Regions from separate parts of the Mus musculus genome. Here region 2 is linked to region 1. The links are chromatin contacts, called in public HiChIP or PLAC-seq maps. All regions are on one chromosome and are shown on one strand. The core of a region is the stretch at or near the end of the contact, and the rest is flanking DNA. Distances in the headings are between cores, read along the strand shown. Region 1 has its middle 110 kb from the start of Gm10445. Region 2 has its middle 25 kb from the start of Cyp26b1.

Region 1 (2,700 bases), core at 140-2,639:
GACACAAATAGCCTGTGGAACAAAGGGGACCGGGGCTTGGATTATTTACACAGTCAACATTAGGCAAAGTTGTGGTCTATTTAAATTCTTCTTTATTAGGTCGGGAAATTCCATGGCAACTACTCAGGCAGCTAGGAAACCTCCAAGACTTAAGCTCCCAGCCTCCAACGTGGCTCCCCATCTCCTCTTCCCTGATCCTGACTCTCTGACCTCCCACCCCACCCCTCACTGGCACTTCCAAGATTCTGCCTTACTCTCCCTTGCTTTGGTCCAAGTTCCCTCTTCAGTGCCACTCCTTCTGTCTCCCCACCTGTACCCCAGACCTCTTATTGATGCTGTCCATATCTTCTGAGCTGAAAGGGCAGCTGGATACCAACCTTACAGGTAGCATCTACTCATACACAGTATGGGAAGATGGGGAAGGAAGGTGCAGCTTGTGGTAAGATTGGGAATATGGTAGCTTGGCCATACTAGTATGTTTTGCTTGTGTGACCAGGACTCAGAGTCTGAGTTTGTTCAAGGTTAACTGGATTGGCTATCTGAACAAGGAAAGACACTTCCTACCAGAGTGCTCTAAATGCGTTCCACTGGCAACCTGAGATGTGTAAGATGGGATGCTTGTACTTAAGGGGTGTGGAGTCAGGGTGGGGGAGGTGTCTCTGATATTGTTCCAAGTAGCAGTTGGAGCCTGTGGTTGGGCAGCAGATTTGTCTGATATGAAGTGGAAAAAAAGTGCCAAATATTAGGTTCAAGACGATGAGGCAACGTTGGGGTCGGGAGAAGGTGAGGGGTGGGTCAAGTAAACAAGTGTAGGGGCAGTCTGTGAGGTTATTACAAGCCCCCTAGGGGGAATCTGAAGGGAAGCTTAGAACTACAGAGCTGGAGCCCAGTGAGAGCTGCATTCCTCAAGAGTTCTGCTTTGAGACTCAGAACCTGGGCTTCTCCTTATTACCCCAGCTCAGAATTTGTACCTGCCATGCCTATCTTCAGGAGACATATATTCTGGTAGTAAGGACTCTCAGTAGAGTGACTATAGAGAGCTGAGGGGGCTTAGCTCAGAACTTCCAGTGACCGCTTCAGAGTCTCTGGGGCAGCAGTCTCCGGCAAGGTACCAGTGACCTGTTACTGCTGACTGCCCCATGGTAGTCTCTAGCTCTGGTAGAAGCTGTTAGCACTGATGGGGAATGCTTCCTCTCTGGGGAAGGAGGAGTGGCTGTCCCAGGTCTCAACCAGCCACCTCCATCTCCAAACAGCAGCAGCCGGGTGGCTGGGGGAGAGGGTCCAAGAGCTTGCTACCCATTATCACCTCTCTGTGGGCCCTGCCCTTGAGGCCTGTCCCTGCTGCCACCTCTGGGTCTGTGTTTCTGATTAGCGGGCCCAGCTGGGCGACATTAGTTGCATTTTTCCAGGATGAATCTTGGTTGTGACTTCCTGCCATGGGTCAGAACCAGCTGCTTGCCTCTGCTGCCTGCTTTTTGTGCTACACCAAACACCCTTATTCCCAGGAGGGCATGGGCTCAGGGTGCAGTCTCCTGGAGTGGGGAGACTCTACTCGCCCAGCAGAGTCTGGTATCCCTTCCCTATGTGTCTTGTTTAGGAGGCTGATTAGGACCCAGACCTTGGGACAGTTGCTAGCCGCTGGATAGGGACACAGTAGAATCAGGAAAGGCTCCAAGGTCAAGGGCATAATCTGACTCTGAGGAGACTACACTTCCTCCATGAAACCACAGACTCCACACCAAGTACCCCAGCTCTCTTCCTTCTGCTTTCTGGTGCTCTCGAGGAAAGGGAAGATGGTGTTTAACCACGGGATAGTGAGCTTCCTTTCCAACAGCTGTGTAATTATAAGCATAAGAGAGAAAGTCTTTACATTCAATATGAGCTGAAACATTTGTGGGGTCTTCAGACCCCTTAGTATGGTGGACGTCACCTGGGTAATCCTCACAGTTTTTCCTCAGGAACACATGCAGGCCTGAGTGACAGTGGGCCCAAAACCAGTGCGAAGCCCACTTAGTTCCCTGGGCATTGGTTCAATTGTCTTGTCTTGAACCCAATCAAATTCTGAGGGCCTCAGCCCTCAGCAACCAGCCCGGTGGTGCCTCTCTTTGTCTCTCCACTGGTGCCCCATTGACACCCTACTTCTTACAATTCATTCCTTGCTTCTTAGCCCATCCCCACCCATGGCTCACACTGTGGACAGGGACAGGGCTTTGATGCACAAAGCTCTCTGAGACCTCACGATGCTGTCTACATTCTGAGTATGACATCCATAGACAGCAGCCCACTTCTACATTCCTACAGTCTGAGCATGGAGAACTCTGGCACGTTGCTGGGATGAGCATGCACAAGAATTCAAGCTGTAGATTTTATGGGGGAGGCTTTGGAGTCCTCAGGAAGTTGAGGGGACTGACTTGGTGTGGGGACAAGAACGCGGAACTATCCCTGGGGAGGAAACCCTGTGCCTCAGAGTAACAGGCAGTTGAAATTCTGAGCTGAGAAAAGATGTATGCAGACATGCTGGGTGTCACACACCTGGGGGTAGGGGGAGGGCTCAGGCTCTGGTTATGGGCAGGAGCCACCGGGAGAGCATCAGATGCTGCTATGAGCCTAGGGCTACCATAACTGGATTTTGCTGGGCCACTGTAGAATATAAGGTTCCCATCCCATAGTCCTTGCAAGAAGTCTCTGCCTTCTGCTGAC
Region 2 (2,700 bases), core at 174-2,673, 250 kb after region 1:
AGGGAGATAGGTCTCTGTGAGTTCAAGGCCAGCCTGGTCTGTATAGCAAGTTCCAGATCAGCCAGGGATAGAGAGGGAAAACTTGTCTTCAAAATAAAAAATAAGGTGGATGGTTCCTAGGAACCACACTTGAGACTGACCACACAGACACACACATCTGCGCACATGTGCACCTATACACACATGCACACTATCTCTCACATTCTGCTGTTAGGGCCCAAACCTGCTAAATCTCCTCAGAACCTCTTTGGCGGGCTGTGGAAGCCAAGAACTCACTCCTTCAGGCTGGAACACACGCAAAACAAGGCCTCTCGGAGCCACTCTAGATCCCAGGCTGAGACCCCATGTTCTCCAAGGCTGCCTGGGCCAGACTCAGTCCCAGGCACTAGTCCAAGGCTAACATTTACTATCTCTCATCAATGGCTCTGCTCTGCCATCCCCTGCCATCCCGGGGGTACTGTTATTAGGACAGGAGCTCTGTGTGGCCCTGGGCCTGATGCCAACAAGGCCTTGGAGATGGCAGAGCCGGGGATGCCTGTGGGGTAGGTCACTCTCTGAGGACCGTGAAAGCTGTCACTCTCTAAAAGCTGCCTGCCAACTACAGCATCTGCACAGGGCATTAGCAGAGTGGGGATTCTCACAGAGACACGGCTCCAGGCCAGATTGCTCATTCTTTCTCTTTGCTTAAGCTTTGTATGTGTGTGCATGTGTGTGTGTGTGTGTGTGCATGCGTGTGTATGTGTGTGCATGCGTGTGTGCATGTGCTTGTGAAGCAACCAACCTATGGTCACACATGTGCGAAGATAAATGTAAGCCTGGGGCGTGGTGTTTGTTCCAGCCTCTTCAAGCATGGACCCTGTTGTAATTGAAAAGTAAACATGAAGGCAATAGCCACACTGCATTGCTAGAATCCAGAAGAGGTGCTGTCACCATGGGAGCGCTTGTGTATAAACTGTGACCTTAATCTTTACACGGTGGTACACACCCTGGGTGAATCCTTAGGAATATACTTCGATTCACATCATGGAGGTCAGCAAGATGACTCAGTAGGTAAAGAGATTGCCACAAAGTCTCCTGACCTGAGTCATTCCCCATTCTGGTGACCCACATGGTAGAAGAAAAGAAGTGACTACAAATTGTCCTCTGACTCTCGCGTGTACACTTGAAAAATATAGATTAAATAATTTTAAAATCACACAAATGTGTGTGCATATTAAAGCTTCAATTCCCCAGAACTGCCAAAATTACCATCATATACATACATATGTATGCAAATGCATATGTCTGTATGTGTGCCTCCTATTTCACATCCAGTCTCTACGGTGGCTCAGCCTTCTCCTTGGGCTCCTCCACCCTGCTCTCCCCACACCAGTGTGAGCCACTCACAGCGCTGCTATAGAGTTTCAAACAGAATCCTAAGGAAGCTGGGCAGAAACCTGGCCCCCAGAGTGCACGCCTGCGCAGCCCCTCCCCTGGGGTGTGAAAGGGACTCTTAAGACAGAATCCACGGTGACGATGTTCTCAGCAATGTAAAAGGAAGTAATGTCCCTAACCTGTTAATTTAGGTTGAGCGTTTTTCCTGAAGAAAGAGAGAAGGGAAGAAGGAAGGTGGGAGGGAAGACAGGCAAGCAGGAAGTACTTTGGCATAACCAGAGATCTCAAGGCCAGAGACAGGCTCGGGAGAGACACCTCCGTTAGCCCACAGGAAGCAACTGCCTCGGTGCAGTGCTATGTGGTAAGTCAGGAGGTGGCCTTTAAGACCAAGAACTTGAATCTTGCCACTGACCTGCTCTGGCCTCTGCTTCAGGCTGTCTGTCATGTACTGCCAACTGTCCCTACTCTGGGGCACCAGTTGGAAGAAGTCAGATACCTGGCCAGGGGTTGGTACATGACTCAAAGTGAGCCAATTAGGGTCCTTGCTCAAGTGGGGGTAGAGAGCCTGAGGCCTTCTGAGGGTATCAGCTCATAGTGAGATCCCCAGGATACACCCCAGGACCACCAGTCACCACCTGCCCTACTTACCTTATCTCACCAAGCCAGGGTCCCAGAGCAAGATATTTTGAGAAGGAAGGGCCTAGAAAACCTAGCCAGATCAATCAAGAAGAGCTGTTATGGGTGCAGCCCAGGACTCCAGCCTTCCAAACTACCCCTATTCCCTCCCAGGTTAGACAGCACCCTGTCCACACAGCCAGAATGAAGAGCTAGGAGGCCCAGGAGATAGCAGAGCCAGTGCAAGGTGGGCCAGCTCAGCCTCTTCTGGGGGACATGGAGTTGGAGGGGAGAAAGCTATGGGAAGAAAGGCCCCAGACTGCTCATTATTGTCCCAAGACCAGAGCCTAGAGCCTCAGCCAGGCATGAAGCCTGCTTTTGATGTCTCCTCCTCTGTCTCTCTCCTACCCTTTCCCCTCCCCCTCTTCCTCTTTTTGTTCCTGCCTGCTCCCTTTACTCCCTCCCCTGACTTGCCCCTTCCCTTTCTCTGTCTCCCTCCTTCCCTCCCAACCTTCAGGCATAGCTGGCTGCCTCTCACAGCTCACCCTGCTGGCCCTGAGGTCCTGGGCAGCCAAGCCCAGCCAAGGCCAAGGCAATTTTGGGAAAGGGCTGGAAGATGTCTGAATGTGGATCTTCTAAGTTCTCTCCAAACTGGTGCCCCAGTCCAGGGACAAACAGTGTCCCTGTTTATCTGTCCAGTGTCTGTATGCT

The links. HiChIP or PLAC-seq counts read pairs in DNA pulled down with a chosen protein or histone mark.
Region 2: a contact with region 1 is called in an HNF4G HiChIP or PLAC-seq map of pancreatic cancer cells. The contact joins two enhancer-like sites. A contact is called at or near these places in 2 of 484 Hi-C or Micro-C datasets (haploid embryonic stem cells and pre-hematopoietic stem cells) and 2 of 115 datasets of contacts at active chromatin or transcription factors (embryonic stem cells and pancreatic cancer cells).

What each region holds. Positions count from the first base shown.
Region 1 is chr6:84,313,977-84,316,676 of GRCm38.p6, forward strand. No RefSeq gene overlaps it. Among named protein-coding and RNA genes, the nearest start is that of Gm10445, 110 kb to the right of the region's middle. Within about 2 kb of position 1,390, at least 36 of the 459 cell types and tissues checked have an H3K27ac peak or open chromatin away from gene starts, as enhancers often do. A contact at or near this core is called in pancreatic cancer cells, where this site is marked.
Region 2 is chr6:84,567,373-84,570,072 of GRCm38.p6, forward strand. No RefSeq gene overlaps it. Among named protein-coding and RNA genes, the nearest start is that of Cyp26b1, 25 kb to the right of the region's middle. Within about 2 kb of position 1,424, at least 36 of the 459 cell types and tissues checked have an H3K27ac peak or open chromatin away from gene starts, as enhancers often do. A contact at or near this core is called in pancreatic cancer cells, where this site is marked.